2 separate regions of the Mus musculus genome follow, and region 1 is linked to region 2. Evidence: chromatin contacts called from public Hi-C data. All regions are on one chromosome and are shown on one strand. The core of a region is the stretch at or near the end of the contact, and the rest is flanking DNA. Distances in the headings are between cores, read along the strand shown. Region 1 has its middle 91 kb from the start of Gm30820. Region 2 overlaps Tab2 (TGF-beta activated kinase 1/MAP3K7 binding protein 2).

Region 1 (5,431 bases), core at 891-3,390, 130 kb after region 2:
AAGAAACTTAGTTTCTGAACTCCATGTGATAGTTTAGAAGCAGGTTTCTTTGGGATGACTGGATCACCAAATATCTACTTTAAAGAAACTGAGAGTGGCAAAGAAATATTTGCAAAAAAAGAAATGAAAAGAAAGAAAGAAAATATAACTGTAGTCAGGAGTATTATAGAATGATATTAAGAGTTCTAGAGCTGTACTGTTAAAGATGCCACATATTTGAGTCATAGAACATAGTGAAATCAAGCTGATATTGACTGAACTCTATCCCTCCTCCATATGTTTGAAGGAGCTATGTTCACTACTGGAGAAGGAAAATCGTCATCAATGCTCCCCTTCTGTGAACCCTAAGAGCTATAATAATGACCAACCTGGTAAGATATGCTCAGTGGCAGGAATGCCATGGGAACAACCAACCACTTTCTGAATCACTTGAAGCCAACTTCACAGCATAAAACCCATAAAACCTGTCACTGTCACAGGCCCTAGGAGAGAACCGACTATTATTATGCCAATGAGAGGATTAAACTGAATTCTAATGACTTAGCATTATACCCATGAGTAAGTGTATCCCTCAACTCGCATCCTGGGAGTGTGTGATTTACACAGAGACCACATCTGGTGAAGATGTGGAGAATAAGAGACTGGAATGCTCATTGCCTTAGTTAGGGTTTTACTGCTGTGAACAGACACCATGACCAAGGCAACTCTTATAAAGACAACATTTAACTGGGGCTGGCTTACAGGTTCAGAGGTTCAGTCCATTATCGGCAAGGCAGGAGCATGGCAGTGTCCAGGAATACCCGGTGTAGGCAGAGCTGAGAAATCTATATCTTCATCTGAAGACTGATAGCAGAATATTGGCTTCCATATTGGCAGCTAGGAGGAGAGTCTTAAAGCCCACACTCACAATGATACACCTACTCCAACAAGGCCACACATACTCCAACAGGACCATACCTTCTAATAGTGCATTCCCTGGGCCAAGAATAGACAATCCATCACATTCATTCCTCAATGAGACATATCTCATACCCCCTTCTTTCTAGTGTGCAGGGATCATTGCAAAAGAGGCAGCAAAAAGATTTAAGAGCTAGAAGCAGTGAGTGACTACAAAGAAACACAAGTTTCTGGACACAGCAAGGTAGTGGTACAGATAAACTCACAGTGCTTGCGACAGTGTGTACAAGACCTGTGACACTCAAGTCAGAACAAATCCCGGGATAGAGAGGGGAGGTAGACACAAAATCCCACCCATAGTGTAGGAGTTATTGGCAATGGCTAGCTACTGGGAGAGGGAGAGCCCATTTTCTTTAAGAGTGTGACCACTGGTAGGCAAACCACACTCTGGTGAATACCGACCCGCCCTAGAGTGTATGGGCAGCACAAATTGGTCTTGCTGAATTTTAGAAAATGAGGGCATGAAGCTGGGTAAGTAGAGAGGTGCTGTGGATCTGGGAGGAGCTGAGGTAAAGCAAATGAATGTGGTCAAAAGGTTTATGAAATTCTAAAATAAAATTGCTTTAAAATTTTACAGTTGGGTTGTCTTGATGACTACCCACTTTCTAAGTGGGAGTTTTAGGTGAACAACTGGAGACTTAGGTCAGATTACGGGCTGAATATTTGTGCCTCTGCCAAATCCATGTGATGCTGGATGTGAGTGTATTTGGACAAAGAGCCAAAAGGAATCAATTAAGTTAAATGGGGTGGGCATCTGGTCCAACGGGATTAATGAGAGGAGAGACCCTTCTAAGAAGATAACCAGGGTCTCCAAAAACACAGAGGCAAGGCTATATGAGCAAACAGCAAACTCACTACAAGTTTTCAGAAGACGTTTCAGATTAAAATGGGATTTTCTATCATCTTAACATCCAATCTTCCAAACTTCAAGGAAATAAGTGTCTGTTGTTTAAGCCAACCAGCCTGTTGCATGTTATTAAGGCAGCTGGAGCAGACTTGTGTAAAGTCTGATTGAGTCCTGACATCCAATGTGTGGATCCATTAAGGTATTTTGATCTAAATTATTCCTTTATTCCCTTCAAACTAAATTTGCTTTAGGGCAGTACTTGGGAGACTGGAGTGGCCAGAAGTAGGGAAGTGGGCTTAAGGAGCCATCTTTCCCTTTCAGAAGGCTACTGGGTTCCTCCTGCCCCAAGCATAAGAGAACATGAATCTAGAAGTCATGAGGTCAAGCCAACCACATCCTCATGACAGTAATAAGGCATAGGAAAGCTGTAGATGTGAAATCTTGTTCATACTATCTGAATGGAAATTTGCCTTGCTTCATACATGGATTTTCTTACCTGCAGATCTCCTGTTTCAGGGCACTGAGAGATGATATACAAATATCAGGAATTCTATTATCTAGGAAAATGGAGCTCTGACCCCAGCCTTCCCTGGAAGCCAACCCCTTTATCTATAGCAAAACAGCCCAGGAAGCCAGGCTGCTATAGGTCAAACTTACAGGAAGCCAGCCTGCTATACATCAGACTCACAGGAAAGCCAGCCTGCTATCTCTGGTAACAACCAACGAGCTAAGCCACAACCCTGTGTCAGCTCCAAATGGCCAAGGCTTGATTAATAAGAAAAAACTTCCCTAATCTTTGTTTCTGCTTCCAATTTAAAACCAATTAAAGAAAGCCAAATCTGTAGCCCTAGCCAATTACAGATGATGTGGCGTCTAGTTTCTCCAGCTTCAGTGCCCCAAGTTCAACAGCCCCCAATCAATCAGGCACATCAGAAACCTTCCCCTTTCCCCAGTAAAGTTTGCCTATGTCTGTTACTGCCTTTGAGACTGTCAAAATGTAAATGATGGTGGTGGGTTCCCATGCCCTCGGCTCTGAACACATAGCTTTGCATTTCTTATTTTGGCTGGTCTCCATTTCTTTCCATACCGACTTCAGGGTTGATTTGGGAAGACCTTTTTACCCTTAATTGTGTTCTGAAACATTTTTTGTTATATTTATGACAAAGACAGTTTTCATGTATGATGGAATGGTAGTTAAGGGTACCTCATAGAGAGCATGGGGGGGGGGGAGATACCCATGCTAAACTTGAATGGAGGTAGAAATGAATCCTTGGCCTGAAATACAGGAATACTCAGGCCCCAGGAAGAGAAAGTATTCCCTTCTCCAGACACAAATGATCTATGCGTACAACCCATGAGCCCCGGTCCTTGGAGTGATGGTCCCATTATCTTTCACTCTATGTCACTTTTGCAAAACTATTTGTAGTGGCTTAGCCCTATGTTCCACTGAGCATGGCAGCCTGGCCTCCCAGCTGTTCCCCTGGGGACTGGGCACACAGTCTAGGTGGTTGTTTTGCTCCGGCTGTAGGGGAAGCATGAGGAACTTCAAAGGAAGCTCTTTGGGGGCTGATCTTGGCAGTCCTGCTGTTTTGAAAGACAACAGGGAAATGGGAAAGAGGGGATTTCATTTCTTGGGAGCCTCTCTACTCAGTTCTGGAAACATGAATATCAAGTGTACAGGGTAGAACCGTTTGACCACTTTTTTATCTGCCTGCTTGGGAACAAAGCTTTGTACAAAAACAAAAACATCAACCAAGAAACTTATGGCTTAATATTCTTCCCTGGTTTGTTTTTCAATAAGAGATTTTTTCCCCCCTTAAAACACAATGTTGCTAATTGTTTAACGTTCATTTTGATGAACTTAGAAAGTGTGAGGTGTCTAGCACAGCCCTGAACTTGTCTTTATTGACCAGGTAGTTCCTTGGAAAAGAAAGATTCCGAGCTGGCATTTCTTCTTCAGTGGCTTATTTTCTCTCATAGTAGACAGCTTGCCAGGCTTTAGCCCGTGTGGATAACAGTACTCAATAAGGCTCACAAGGAATTGTTTTGATTGGCCAGGCTTGCAGGGGGTTGGCCAGTGATGAAACGATCCAGAGTCACAGGGTTCAGAAAGAGTGGAGTCAACACAGACACAATCTACCAATCTAATGTTTTCTTGTCTGTAGATAGGGATCAGGTAGTTGCATGGACTAGAGACTTTGGGTCCAGTTTGATCCAGTGTAGGCTGGAAATCACAGTCTCTTGTTTTGTGTGTCTCTGCCTCAGAAACATTGTTTGAGATTGCATAGTCAACCATTGTAGACAGCTACTAGACCTTTTAGGGGAGGGGTGTTGGGAGAAGTCAGTAAATGTGAGTCGATGAGAAAAATTGATGTCCAATGAGTGGTGTTTGCTAGTCAAGCATACACAAGGTAGAGGAAGTTGTGTAAAGCAGGCCTTTGTCTCAAAGTAGAATCATAATTCAACTCTCAGCCCTGCCCCAGGTAGTTCCTCAGCCCATGCCAGATGCCACCCCTAGGTTCTCAGTTTGGCCTGGTGAGTGACATCTCTGGATGTCTACTGGTCTAATTAAGCAGTAAACCAAAAATCTCTGAATTTTCCCTTTCATCTCTAATCTCTTTATTGTGCTCCTTCCATCCTTAGAGTCTTTCTATATCTGACAAAGAACCTCCTTCCCTTGACCAAACCTTTGTCAACTTCCCCTTTTCTGACCAGTCCTCAAGCCTGGTCCTTAAGCCTCACGTTGGTCTGCTGTCTCAATCAGGGTTTCTATTCCTGCACAAACATCATGACCAAGAAGCAAGTTGAGGAGGAAGGGGTTTATTCAGCTTACACTTCCACACTACTGTTCACCACCAAATAAAGTCAGAACTGGAACTCAAGCAGGTCAGGAAGTATGATCTGATGCAGAGGCCATGGAGGGATGTTCCTTACTGGCTTGCTTCCCCTGGCTTGCTCAGCTTGATCTCTTGTAGAACTCAAGACTAGCAGCCCAGAGATGGCACCACCCACAAGGAGCCCTTCCTGCTTGATCACTGATTGAGAAAATACCTTAAAGCTGAATCTCATGGAGGCATTTCCTTACCTGAAGTTCCTTTCTCTGTGATAACTCCAGCTTGAGTCAAGCTGACACACAAAACCTGCCAGTACATCTGCTAAGCCTACTTTTAGTAGAGAGTTTTGCTCAGTCAGTTTACAGAGAACCCCCTAAGCCTTACTGTTCTCTCATCAAGCCTTGATACCTAACAACTTTCTTTTTATTAATTTTCTATCCATTCATTCTTTCTGTCTGTTGGCTATAAATGGCCACTTCTCCCAGTGGTGTCTAGTGTTGAAATCAACCTCTCTCCCCTACTGCATAAGTCTTAAATAAACTCCTTGCCAATTGATCACTTGTTGACATAATTTCTCATTAGTATTTCCCTGCCACACGAAATTATTTTTTTCCTTAAGCTCTCCATCCTCTTCTTGGGAGAAATACCCATGTTGGGTGCTGGAGACAGTTCTCAGGCATGTAAGAGACATAATTCCTTATATCTTACATGGTTCTCATATATTCTCAATATCTATTAGCACTTAAATCTGCCTCAATGTTTACAGCTGGCTTCCTTGAATCAAGACTCCAAA
Region 2 (4,778 bases), core at 107-2,606:
TGGCTGTTTTCCATGTATAAAGTATTAGAGAATAGTAGACCTGTCTCCTCCCTTTCGATCACGCCTGGCTTTACTTACGTATTTACTTTTGGTCTAACTGTATTATGGAGCATCTCCAGGACAACGTTATCTAACAGTGATGTTGGGGCTAGGGAGGATGGCAGGTAGGTCTCATTATGCAGCCAGGTCTCCTTTTGCCTCAGCCTCCTATGCAGTTATAGGCAACATCCCAATAGGCTTTGATTTATGACTTCTTAATAGGAACTTGGCATTTTCCTAAATACTAAAATGGGAATTCTAGCATCTTACCATTTTCTTGTACCAAAATGGTGGTTTCTGGTCTGAGATGTGAACACTTAGGAATATCGCTATATTCTTCTTTTTAAAAATAACTTGAAATTCCCCTCTTCCACTTTTTGATATCCTTTAGATTTTCCACACCTGTGTTCACCTAACACTAATTCATCTACAATATTATTATATGGAGACCACTTGATTAATTAAGCATTGTTTTTCACCAACTTTCCTGAGACTGGTCTGTAGTCTTTTATTCTATTTTACTATCATGGTATGTTTGGCTCTGTAGAAAGAACCTCAAAGTTTACCTTTTCCTCTCTTATGTTGTGAAATAGTTACCTGATGCTTGAAGTTCAAAAAAAAAAAAAAAATTCAATGTTTAAAATCTCCAAGGTCTGGTTACTCTGTGTAGGGAGTGTTTAAGTTTAGACCTTTCGTTTTGTGAGTCCAGACCCTTTCATACTTCCTTTTCTCCCTCCCTCTCTCCCTTTTCAGGATTTCCCTTTAACTAAGAACATATAGAAGTCTTAGTCATCTTAAACACACTGCCACGTGCATACACCAAAGTTGCCAGTTAAGTCTGAAAGGGATTCAGCAAGTACTAATTCATAAAGCAACTTATTCAAACTGCCCTCTACATTTTAGCCTAGCTAGTAGGAAGCCAATGAGCACAGAAGAAATTACAGCAGCAGCGTAAGAACTGAAACAACACAAATAAGAAACAATATTCAGGCTCCTTTCCTGCTTGCCACTCCCACTAAAATCCATTCCAGTTTGCCTTCTCCAGTTTGGGTCTCTACATCAGAGGTCAAGAAAGCTACAGATTTCCTCTCTAGCTTTTGGTTTTGAATGCATAAAATAACGACGATTATGTTATTTTGAAAATGTAATTTGTCAGGTTCAATGTGACACATCCAAATATGGATTGAAATTGAGAACAGTGACTACACCAGAGATGAGGAGGAGATCGGTCAATAAGAAAAAACAAGGTTGTAAAAGCAGAAGATAGACAATTATAGGGAAACGTGGTAGTGAAACAGCACAGTTAGTTACCTTAAAGAGGAACTGCTGACACTGCTGTGCTCTGCTGTGTAAAACCCTAACCCTTTCCCTTCTGTGTGCACCTCTCCTTCAAATCCTAACCTTAGGTATCTTTAGGGTCATGCAATTTAGATTAAAATCTATTAAATGTACCTTTAAAAAAAAAGGCAGAGTCTCATATACTCTAAGTTGGCCTCAAACTCGCTGGGTGGTTGGCCCTCTTGCTTCCACTTCCCCAGTGGCATAACTACAGGTGTGCTGAATCACCATGCATGGCTTATGTTTTGCTGAGCTTGGGGCCTTAGGCATGCTCGGTAAGCATTCTACCACCTGTGCCATTATTTACCTACTGCTAAATCTACTTACTTTAAATATTTAAGTTTCAAAAAAAATATTCTTGTGTATAGTCATCATCCATGGCCCTGTTCTTAGAAGGGCATTTTTACACAAGTGCATTCTCAACTCCGGGCACATTCCAGTCTTCTATCTTCTTCCTTTCCCTCTCCATTAGTCCTCTTTGCTCCCACTATAGCTTTATATCAGGGTTATATACAAATACATGGTTTTACATATTTTTATCACATCTAGCAACTGAAAGTGAGAATGTATATGGTTTTTGTCTTTCTGAGACTGGCTTCATTCACTTTCATCTACTTTGCTCTTCTGAGTGGAAAGCATTCTATCTGTGTCCATACACCACATTTTCTTTATCCATTCCTCTGCTGTACCTCTGTGACTTGACTTGGAGGCCTGGTTTGGGTGCGTGACATGATAGATCTATTTTTCGGTCTTTGAGAGGTGTTCATATTGATTCTCACAGTTGCTGGACTACCTCACCCTCCCATCAGCAGTATACATGTGACTTTCCTTTTGCTCAAAGCCTTGCCAGCATTTATTATTATTACTTGTTTTCTTAAAACTGATCTACTTTTACTTCCCATCAGTCCCTGTATCTGTAGAAATCCATTCCGGCTTTCTGAACATATTCAAACCCCTTTTCTTCCCTCAGTGAGCAATGATCTTGCTTAGAATGCAATCTCTCCACTTTTGACACATGCTAAAACTACTTCTTCAAAATCAACCTTAGTTTGACCTTCTTCTTGAATTCTTCTCCCCTGCTTCCGTCCTCACGGCGACACTCAGAACTACTAATGCTCCTGTGGACTAATAAACACCACAAGTCATCGCCATCCTTGTACTGCTCTATATTTTTGGTGACATGGACTATGTGCTTAAATATAGAACATTGCCTATATGCAATATTGACACATAAGGTGTACAAAATAACTAAAATGTTCTTAATAAATCAAACATTAGACTTTGTTTTGCAATTTCAAATACCAGAAAATACATTGGGAAAACCAAAATTCCACTAGTTGATGTGGTTTGAATATGCTTGAGTTAGGATGTGGCCCTATTTAGAGGTGTGGCCTTGTTGGAGGAAGTATGTCACAGTGGGTATGGGCTTTAAGACCCTGATCCTAGCAGCCTGGAAGCCAGTCTTCTAGCAGTCTTCAGATGAAGATGTAGAACTTTCAGCTCCTCCTACACCATGCCTGCCTGGATGCTGCCATGCTCCTGCCTTGATAATGGACTGAACCTCTGAACCTGTAAGTCAGCCCCAATTAAATGTTGTCCTTATAAAAGTTGCCTTGGTCACAGTGTCTCTTCACAGCAGTAAACCCCTAAGACAGCAGCTAAAATGGATTATCTAAAACCCCAATGAGAACCTAGATGCTCATTAAGAATCCATGAAGCCGGGCGTGGTGGCGCATGCCTTTGATCCCAGCACTCGAGAGGCAGAGGCAGGCGGATTTCTGAGTTCGAGGCTAGCCTGGTCTACAAAGTGAGTTCCAGGGCAGCCAGGGCTATTCAGAGAAACCCTGTCTGGGGGGGTGGGGGTGGGGGGAAATCCATGAACTTATTTACTGAGCTGTAAGAAATTTCATGAATTTATTAATTAAATTAGTAAATTAGGGAAGGAATACCTTAAAAGTAGAAACAAAATACTTCATTTCAAAGTATCTACAACACACACCTAGACTCTATGGACTAAGTTTCTTACATAGCTTAGTGGCAGGCCTTGGATTAGAACCTGGATTTTGACTCATTCTGAAGCTATAAAACAAACACTTTTGTCTTCTACAAAAAGGTTTAGTATGCAAAGTGGGTATATGTGCATAAGGTTCCCTATTTCTGAACGTCATGAAACATATGAAATATAAAGAAATAGACTTGGAACTAAAACATACACTTATTAATATAAGTTAATATATTAATAATATTATTATATTAATATATTAATTATAATTATAATTAATTATAATAATATTATACAACTTATTAATAATATTATTATATAACTTATTAATATAAGTTAATATAGTATTAACATATTATTAATATATAACATACATGGTGTAGTTTTAAATCTATATATAAAATTCATAAATACAAATTTGAAGGTTGTTTTAATTACTTTACGCAAGTAATTTTACCTGGTGATAGGAGATGAATGATGTCCTATTTACTGATTACTATTTGGATTGTAAACACAGCATGTGGTTGCAGTTTTCTGTAACTAGCTCTAACAACTTTATTTCACATATTAAAAAAACCAATCTATCCATGGCCTGGAGGTGGGGTGAGATGACAGTCACGGCACTGGCATATCTCTAAGTATTCTTCACACAGGTCAGAGAAGACCTCAAGCGGAGAACAGGAATGAGGGTAGGAAATAAGGGACTGTTCTCCACACATAATAAGCTCTGCTGGTGGCTATGACTAGAAAGAACATACTTTTTCCTAAAGGGAAGCTCTTAGATTACAGCAATGGAATTGAGACAGTGAGGGAGGGAGAGAAAGGTGGGTCTGAAACAAGTAAACCAGCACCCTGACAACACACACACACTACCAGCTTTAACAGAACAACCGACCAAAACTCAACTCACTGACTCCTACCCAATAATGCATTGCAAGCAGCGTGGCCCTGAAGCCAAGAACCTTTCCTATCTTAACACACTCAAGTATCACTGATCACTACCACCAAGCTTTCTTGCATTCATCCCCCTATTACTACCGTAATGTTCTGGCTCTGCTATCTGTTACCTTTATAACCAATTAACAACAACCGTTTAACTGATACTTTGTCCTACTCAACAGCTTTTCTTCTTTTTTAAATATTTATTTATGTGTATGAGTATACTGCCACCATCTTCAGACACACCAAAAGAGGGCATTGGATCCCATTACAGATGGTTGTGAGCCACCATGTGGTTGCTGGGAATTGAACTCAGGACCTCTGGAAGAGTAGCTGGTGCTCTTAACTGCTGGGCCATCTCTCCAGCCCCTCAATAGCTTTTCTAAGCTGTGTTTTACAATAGCAACAGGCCTATTAACTGCCCAAAGTATAACCTGGGTCCTATCATAGTGTTCCTATG

Evidence for each region. A called contact is a pair of places that touch in the nucleus more often than the background predicts.
Region 1: a contact with region 2 is called in a Hi-C map of ECoMG-derived neutrophils, with 3 times the contacts expected there. The contact joins two enhancer-like sites. A contact is called at or near these places in 3 of 484 Hi-C or Micro-C datasets (ECoMG-derived neutrophils, bone marrow-derived macrophages and nephron progenitors), 2 of 115 datasets of contacts at active chromatin or transcription factors (CD8 T cells and the HPC-7 cell line) and 3 of 9 other capture datasets (adipose tissue, liver and pancreatic islet).

The regions. Positions count from the first base shown.
Region 1 is chr10:8,068,156-8,073,586 of GRCm38.p6, forward strand. No RefSeq gene overlaps it. Among named protein-coding and RNA genes, the nearest start is that of Gm30820, 91 kb to the left of the region's middle. Within about 2 kb of position 2,141, at least 29 of the 459 cell types and tissues checked have an H3K27ac peak or open chromatin away from gene starts, as enhancers often do. A contact at or near this core is called in ECoMG-derived neutrophils, the HPC-7 cell line and bone marrow-derived macrophages, where this site is marked.
Region 2 is chr10:7,935,410-7,940,187 of GRCm38.p6, forward strand. All of the region lies in intron 1 of Tab2 (TGF-beta activated kinase 1/MAP3K7 binding protein 2), which reads right to left. Among named protein-coding and RNA genes, the nearest start is that of Tab2, 18 kb to the right of the region's middle. Within about 2 kb of position 1,357, at least 35 of the 459 cell types and tissues checked have an H3K27ac peak or open chromatin away from gene starts, as enhancers often do. A contact at or near this core is called in ECoMG-derived neutrophils, the HPC-7 cell line and bone marrow-derived macrophages, where this site is marked.